2 separate regions of the Mus musculus genome follow, and region 2 is linked to region 1. A link is a contact called in public HiChIP or PLAC-seq data. All regions are on one chromosome and are shown on one strand. The core of a region is the stretch at or near the end of the contact, and the rest is flanking DNA. Distances in the headings are between cores, read along the strand shown. Region 1 holds the start of Pwwp2a (PWWP domain containing 2A). Region 2 has its middle 18 kb from the start of Slu7.

Region 1 (3,834 bases), core at 380-2,879:
AGCTTGAAATAGACAGAACGTTGGCTAATATTTGCTTATTGTCATTTTGTCTTTTCTATAAAAAAATACCTGGACTTATGACCGTGTAATTTATTAGCTAAACAACATTAGAAACCTTTTTGTCTCAGTTTTCAAATAAAATGGGTATAATAGCACTTGTCGAATTGCAAGGACCATGTAAGATTGTACTAGATATTGATATATAGTATTCAATTAATCTTTGACATTTCATTCTTCCCTCCACGTTGGTAAATATCTTCTTTCTCTTTTGTAGGTGTTTTCAGTGCCTCTGATTGCTCCTATTAGAAAGGACTGACTGAGGAACAATCTGCAAGAAATGAGTACAGTGGCTCCTTCTAGACTTAACAGATTTCAAATAGAATTGGTCTTTAAACGCAACACTTGGGAGGCAGAGAGAAGGAGGCCGATCTCTGTGAGTTCCAGGCAAGCCAGAAGTACATAGGGAGACGCTGTTTCAAAACAAAAACCCAAACCACAAAAACAAGGACCTTAGGACACTGGAGGGCTCCCCTAGCCCTCATCTTTTCTTTCTTGGGATGGGATCTCAGTTTGCAGTTGAGTCTATCCTGAAACTGTATTAAGTCTGGACTAGAATTTTGCCATTTCTGCCTGTGCCTCCCAAGAGCTGCCCCACCGGCAACTATGCCTAGATTTCTTTCTTTCTTTCTTTCTTTCTTTCTTTCTTTCTTTCTTTCTTTCTTTCTTTCTTCCTTCCTTCCTTCCTTCCTTCCTTTCTTTCTTTCTTTCTTTCTTTCTTTCTTTCTGCACACGGCAAGGAAGAGGGTAAGGAAAGAAAAGGCTTCAATAGTGAACTCTTTCCGTGGATCTAAGGACTACAGTCAATTTAGCATGCCAGTTGTCTGTCTTCTCGTTAGAATTTTCCTTTTTTGAAATTAGCAGGTTCCTAGAGTTTAGTCCTTTATATTTTAAAGAGTGAAACCAAGGAAAACACCGCTTGTGTGTATGCGGGAGCTCCTGTCATGTGGTCATGGAGAATGTCTTGTACATCGCCCTGTTTCCAGCACCTCGTAATCTGACTAGTGAATAGGCACCCAAAAAGTGTCTCAGGATTATTTTCGGAACTTTAGTTATCTTTCCCAACAGAAGCCTGTTGTGCCCACACTTGGCCACAAGCAAATCCAAGCCTAGAAATAACATTTATTCTAAGGATCTCTGCGCAAAGATTCTTGGGAAGTGGTTCCCTTTCTGCATTCTCCCGCTATTCCCCCCTTGGGGAGTCTTTGAAAGAACTGGCACGACTCGCGTTTTCTTCCCTTCTCCCACCTCCGAAGAACGGGCCGAGTAAGGGCAGGGGCATAAACCAATCCTAAAGCGGTATTTCCCCTACTAACCAATAGATACAGGCTGTAAGCACAGGGCGCCGCTTTTGCCATCCTTCAGCCCGCCCCTCAAACTCCTTTTAGATTCTCCACTTGACAACTCACCTGACCAATGGGAAGTTCCTACTCTGAGGGAGGGGGCGGGACTCAGCCCGCGACAGACGGCTCCTTCTGACCAATGGGTTGACAGAAGTGCGGAAGGGGGTGGAAGGCGGAGCCAATGGCGCGGTGCCAATCACGAGCATCAGGGAAAGGGCGGGACGAGAGTGTTAGCGGGAGGGAGGGGAAGGCCTCGGGATCCCAGCCGCGCTGCCGCCGCCGCCGCCGCAGCCCGAGTAGGAGGAGGGAGAAACCAGCGAGAAAATGGCGGCCGTGGCTGCTGAGGCGGCGGCGACCGCGGCGTCCCCCGGGGAAGGGGGCGCCGGCGAGGCCGAGCCGGAGCTAGAGCCCATTCCCGGCAGCGAAGCCGGCACCCCCCTCCCGGTCACGGCCACGGAGGCGGCGGTGCCGGACGGCGAGGCCGACGGGCGCCAGTCCGCCCCTCAGGCCGACGAGCAGCCGCTGCCGCCACCGCCGCCGCCGCCGCCGCCGGGGGAGCTGGCCGATAGCTCCGAGGCTGAGGAGGCGAAGCCGCCCGAGCCCGCGGCTGTCCCGGTCTCGCCGCCCGAGCAGCCTCCGGCCGCCCCCGAGCAGCCCGAGGACGCGCCGCGGCCGCCACCAGCTCCGGCGCTCGTGCCGCCGGCGGGCGGGGACTCGGCGGTGTCGCACCTCATCCCCGGCTCGGAGGTGCGGGTCACGCTGGACCACATCATCGAGGACGCGCTCGTCGTGTCGTTCCGCCTCGGGGAGAAGCTCTTCTCCGGGGTCCTCATGGACCTATCCAAAAGGTACCGTCGGCCCCCCAACTGCAAGCTGTCCGCTCCGCCGCGAGGGAGAGCGCGAACCCGAGCTGCTCCCGCCCCGCCCTCGGGTCCTGCGCGCCGCGCCGCTCTCCGCGTGGGGCGCGCTCCGCGTGGGGCCGACGCGCGCGGCCCCGGCCCCAGGTGTGCAGCTGGGGACGCGCGCGGGTGCAGATGGCTGGCACACCCCGCCTCCGCATCCCCAGCCCCCTGCGACCCTCTGGCTTGCGCACTGGGGCAGATGGGTTAATGCAAAATGCAGATGGATCCCCTAGAGAAACGGGTGCTGTGGGGGGGGGGGGGGGGGAAGAGGTGCTGCGGAGGCATCTCCCTGTCCTCAAATCAACCTTTAACTTTAGCGGGGCTGAAGAAAGGGGTGTGTGCTTTGGGCTTCCCAAAAGGTTACCTGTCAGTTGTTAAAAGAGGAAGAGCCTAGAGTTAATGAACCCTTTTTTAACTGTTATTAAGAACTGCTGGAAATAGTTTCTCGGAGGATCACTCTTTAATAAGGAGGTACCTTTTGCTAATTTTACTTATAGCTTAAAGAAATATTGGAGACGGGATAGGTCCCCTGTCTTTTGAACATTTACTACCCAAGTGGTGGGTTTACAAAGGAATGTTCGCATGACTTTTTCTTTGGCAGTGATAGAGATTGAGTCTCAAAAGATTTCCGAGACGATGTTTACAGTTAAATTTGTTTTGACTAGAAGGTTGAGTTCACCTACAAACCTCTGTCTTATCCAGTATATTTTCACCTTTTGATTTAAAATGTTCTGGGCACTGCTTTAAACAGGTAAAGAAGGTAATCTGCTTTCAGTCTAGAGTTAACCTTTTTATTCTCTTCTTTTGCAGATAGGAAGTGCAGAGACTCCCATTCATGGCTCTCCATTCTGTTTCCTGCAACAGCACACACACTCTGGTGTCTCACCTGTTTGGAAATGGCTCTGTGTGTTTGATGTGTTTATGTATTTCTCTTCTCTTCTTTTTTCTCTGTACTGGAGATTGAGCCTAGAGCCTCTGCATGCTAGGCAAGCATCCTGCCATCTAGCTACACACCCCCAGCTTCCTCCAGAGTTTCTTTGACTTTTGAGACATGGTGTGGGTTAGTTAAGTTGTCCATGCTTGCCTTGAGCTTGCAATCCTCTTGCCTCAGCCTCTCCCAAGTACTGATATGATAAGCATTCCCATCATATCCATATCCCGGCTTATGCTTTACTCTCAAATTCCTTGACCTCCTGTAAAGTTACAGGAATTTGTTCCTACCTGGAAACAGCTACTTAAAATTTGCATTGGAATATGGCAGGGGGTGGGGTGGGGAGTGTTATGTTGGACAACTCTTCAGTTGCTCAGTGTACTTTGTTAGTCTTCAGAGTCCTTGCTTTTACTTATTCATTTATTTGTTGACTGTCTTTGGGTTAGTGCTTTCATTAGTAGCTTTCATTTTCATAATTAGAAAGCTGAATATAGATTGCTTTCTACTCATGTTTTTAATAGCAAGAGAGACACTCTAATGTGTATGCTATTGAATCAAACAGAAGAAGAGGCCAGTGATTGTGAGAATCTGAATTTCAAAT
Region 2 (4,338 bases), core at 892-3,391, 230 kb before region 1:
GTTCTCCATGTCCCTTGCCTCAGGACAGGTCTTGCCTCAGCACATGCATCCAGTCAGCCCAAGTCCTCAGCGTCCAAACAAATGGAACTCAACTACACAACGTAGGGCAGACTAATACATGCGTGTTGTTAGCAAAGAATCCATCATGTGTCCTTTCACGTGTTTGCTCTAGCAGAGCATCCTCTCTCCTGTGTCTGCTTCAGTGAAACGTTCCTTCACGAGTCTGCCTTAGTTCTTCACCTGTGCCCACTTCAGGAAAACACTCCTTCACGTGTTTGCCTCAGTAAAACACCACCCCACACAACTGACTCTCCAAAGAACCCTTAAGTTTCCACTTCATATTCCTGCTTAATCCTTATTAAAAATATGAGCCACTTTGTCAAAACTCTGCCCTTCCTTTGAGTATTGGGTGAATGGTTCCTTTATTCAGTCCATGGCTCTTCACTTAGTGGATGCAAATCTTTGGTACAGAATGGATGGGAGAGATGGGGTATTCTTCCTAAGAGATTCAAGATAGATCAGGTTTATTTGTAATATTATTGAAAACAATTGTCATAAATACAATTTTATAATAAAGGACTCATAGATATTAATAATTTGCCTGAGCCCAACTCTTCCATGTGAGACTTGTTGGGAAATCACCTCCACCAGGACATTAATTCTATCTCGGTGGCTGGCTGGGAAATCACCTCCACCAGGACATTAATTCTATCTCGGTGGCTGGCTTTGAGTTGGATTGGCATGCTGCCTGAACTTACTTTGAACAGGCATGTCACATCACAGGTTGATTCTTGATGTGGATGGGATAGCATGTAAGGACAGACCAGCTTGTAATGTGGCTTCATTTTTAATTCAGGGTTATAATGTACTCAAAAGCACAGTCCTGTGATGTCTCTGGAACATTCCCTGAAAATGTTTGTGTCCCATGTGAAAGGAATGCAAGGGGAAGATAATTGTTCCTGGTCCACCTGTACAATGATGGAGGTGGTACTCAGCGTCCACGGTGTGTGGTGTGTAACAGTGCATTTCAAACATTAACCTCTGGCCATCAAAACTGTCAGACTATTTCAACAAACACTGCAATGGTATTCGCGGACATAATCTCCACAGGCCTGAAGCACAGTCAAAAACACTTGGATCACTTGAGAGCACCTTATCCCAAGCATCATATTAATTTGGACATTTATGTGCCAAGGAGAAGTATCCTCATTACCACTGTTGAAAAAAAAATCATCAAATCTTGTGCATTTGAAATAACACAAGTCAGAAACAGCACAAATCTTTTGGGGCCCAGATGACCAGAAGAAGCTCAGAAGTACCTTTGTCAGACGGTGTGATCCATTTCAGAATTGACAAAATGAGCCTGGACATCGAACAACTAATTCTAGAAGATCTCAAAGCCAGCCCTCTTACAGTGGGCATTCAGCTTGCTGAGACTATGGCGTGGGTGACGGCAGCCACTAATGGCATTTGTGCAGTAACAATGTAAAAGGGAGAGAGAGCACAGAGGAGTTCCTGTTCTGCCGACCTTCGTGGTTATCCATGAAAGGAAGGAAGGAAGGAAGGAAGGAAGGAAGGAAGGAAGGAAGAAAGAAAGAAAGAAAGAAAGAAAGAAAGAAAGAAAGAAAGAAAGAAAGAAAGAAAGAAAGAAAGATCTAACCAAATTACTTTAAAAAAATTAAATAAACACCCGAACATTAAATATGGTCTGATAGGTTAGGAACTGAGCCAAGAAGAGAGAGGTCCTCCCACCTGTAGTGGGTTGGCCTGATGGTGCTTCTATATGAATGCTAATGTTGGTTCCTTAAGTCTGGTTGCCCAAGAAACAAGAGTCCTCATGTAGACACCCTGTGAAGTTGCCCCCAAATTATTTCTGACTGGTAAATTAAGATGCCGACAGCCAATAGCTGCTCAGGGTTTAGGATTCCCTGGCTGAGGGTCAGAAGAGGAGTCCTCATGTACTCACTATGTGACTTTGCCCCCGTGTTATTTTCTGACTGGTAAATAAAGATGCCGACAGCCAATAGCTGGGCAGAAGAGAGGTAGGCAGGCTTAGGATTCCCTGGCTGGGGGTCAGAAGAGGACCATGAAGAGAGAGGAGAAGTCGGGGAGAAAAGAGGAAGGAAGGAGGAGAAGCCTGCCATGGGTTGAGTGAGTCATTAAAAGGTGGCCCTGAGTTCTGGCCTTTTGGAGTTAAGAGCAGCCCAGATGAAACAGTAAGTAGTAACTCAGGTTATTGATAGGAAAGTAGAGTCCAATAGCATAGAGAGTAGGCATCTGCCCAGCTCTTGTGCCGTTTTAAGCTTCTTGCAAATATAAGTAATGTGTGTGTGTGTGTGTGTGTGTGTGTGTGTGTGTGTGTGTGTGTGTGTGTGCTATCTGGGAACTAAATGGTCAAAGGCAGGGTAGAAACCCTGGATTGGGATTAAATAATTTCCACAACACCCATCCTTAAGGACAAACTGACAGTGGCCCCTCCCTTCTCTGTGAGGGTTGTTACCAGGAAGCTGATGAGTTCCCAACACCACTGTGGATTATGAAGGAATGCAGTAGAAGGGCAGAGTGTCCTGCATAACACTTGCCTTCTAGATTTACTCTCTGGAGTTAACCTCAGTGTCTACTCCTGTCTCTCCCATGCTGCAGATGCGACAATCCTGAGAAATACCTAAGTACAGCCCATTTTTAGAATTATGTCAGTGCTCAAAGTCAGTAAAGCCTGCTGAGGGTTTCCTGCACCTCACCACACAGACTCTGAAGACACTCCTGTGGTAAGATGAGAGGAGAGCCCAGTACCCAGAGTGCACCAACCCCGGCTGCTTCTCCTGCCCCTATTCCTTCACCCGATATCTCCACATCACACATTTCCTTAGATGTACTTGTCTAAGACAGTTCAAAGGTTTCAAGTGACTAGAGTATAAAGTATAAATAAGATGGCCTGCATATGTGACACTCACACAAACAAACAAAAAACACATGTACAAACTTTCCATAATAATATCCATCTTGGCACAGATCAACCATATGTGGTCTTTTCTGACTTCTTTCTTAAATTAGTTCAGACAGATAATGATAGATTGTAACCAGTAGGTGTCACTCACTATCTGCAGGTTTGGGTGGACACAAACTTCTGAGATATGTTAACATTAAACATTTATAGAAAAGGTATTAGGGGCTGAAGACAGGGCTCAGCATTTAAGTGTATGTATTGCTCTTACAGAGTGTCTTAGGGTTTTACTGCCGTGAGCAGACACCACGACCAAGGCAACTCTTATAAGGACAACATTTAATTGGTCTAGCTTATAGGCTCAGAGGTTCAATCCATTATCATCAAGGTGGGAACATGGTAGGGCCCAGATAGGCAGGGTAGCTGAGAGTTCTACATCTTTAGCTGAAGGCTGCTAGCAGAATACTGACTTCCAGGCAGCTAGGATAAGGATCTTAAAGCCCACACCCACAGTGACACACCTACTCCAACAGGGCCACATCTTCTAATAGTGCTACTCCCTGAGCCGAGCATATACAGTCATACAGAAGATCCAAGTTCAGTTCTCAGCATTCACAGGAGTAGGCTCACAACCACCTGTAACTCCAGAGAAACTCTGTCTCACAAAACCAAAATAATGGTGATGATGACGACGATGACGATGATGACGACGATGACTGGCCAATTGATTGTCTCTTTTGACCTGCCCAACATTCGTTGGTTCATTTGCTGACTTTCATCATAGTGTCTTTATTTTGCATGAGACACTTTCCTTCCCGGCCTGCCAGTCCTTCTGGTCTGTTCTTGGCTAACCAGATTCAGCCCCGGTACTTTCCCTGGAATAAGGGCGGAAGATGCCGTCCGTGCTAGATGCCCAGGATGTGTCTAAATCTTCCAGGAACTGCAGCCAACAGTCAAAGGGGAAAGATCCCCGTTCCGTTGTTCCAGCTGCTAAACGCAGCCATACTCACTGCTCCCGCTCCACTCCTTGAGGCCGCACGTTCCCTGTGTTGGAGGCAACTTCCCATCACAAACCATCCAGAGCCCACTTCCTCTGCCTTCCAATATTAGGACTGAGTAATGGGGAAGGTTCCATTCCAGTTTTGTTACATGGTTTGGGGCAGCTCTTACTTCTTCTGGGCCTCAGTTTTCTCCACTCTACAATCAAACACTTGGAAAGGTTTTCTCTATAGAACCTTTTTGTTTTCCCCCAAAAAAGTCATATTTTATTTGCTTAATTATGACTTTTTTAAAAATGCACTAGCTGTATAAAGACATTTTCCTAGCTCTACTCAGAAGTAGGGATCTGGTTCATGGTATCTGAGGATTTTTTGATAGAACATCAGTTTGATTGG

Evidence for each region. HiChIP or PLAC-seq counts read pairs in DNA pulled down with a chosen protein or histone mark.
Region 2: an H3K4me3 HiChIP or PLAC-seq map of bone marrow-derived macrophages shows a contact between it and region 1, with 3 times the contacts expected there. The contact joins the enhancer-like site here to the promoter of Pwwp2a in region 1. A contact is called at or near these places in 3 of 39 promoter capture datasets (the C10 cell line, cranial neural crest and hippocampal neurons), 2 of 484 Hi-C or Micro-C datasets (the AtT-20 cell line and rod photoreceptor), 4 of 115 datasets of contacts at active chromatin or transcription factors (bone marrow-derived macrophages, embryonic stem cells, forebrain and 1 more) and 3 of 9 other capture datasets (adipose tissue, liver and pancreatic islet).

Annotation. Positions count from the first base shown.
Region 1 is chr11:43,680,369-43,684,202 of GRCm38.p6, forward strand. Pwwp2a (PWWP domain containing 2A) reads left to right here and starts at 1,630. Exons shown (of 2, transcript NM_027557.1): 1 at 1,630-2,248. The coding sequence starts at 1,725. It overlaps Gm34963 (a long non-coding RNA gene), which reads right to left and starts at 1,696. Exons shown (of 2, transcript XR_388594.3): 1 at 1,467-1,696.
Region 2 is chr11:43,449,375-43,453,712 of GRCm38.p6, forward strand. No RefSeq gene overlaps it. Among named protein-coding and RNA genes, the nearest start is that of Slu7, 18 kb to the left of the region's middle. Within about 2 kb of position 2,142, at least 17 of the 459 cell types and tissues checked have an H3K27ac peak or open chromatin away from gene starts, as enhancers often do. A contact at or near this core is called in bone marrow-derived macrophages, where this site is marked.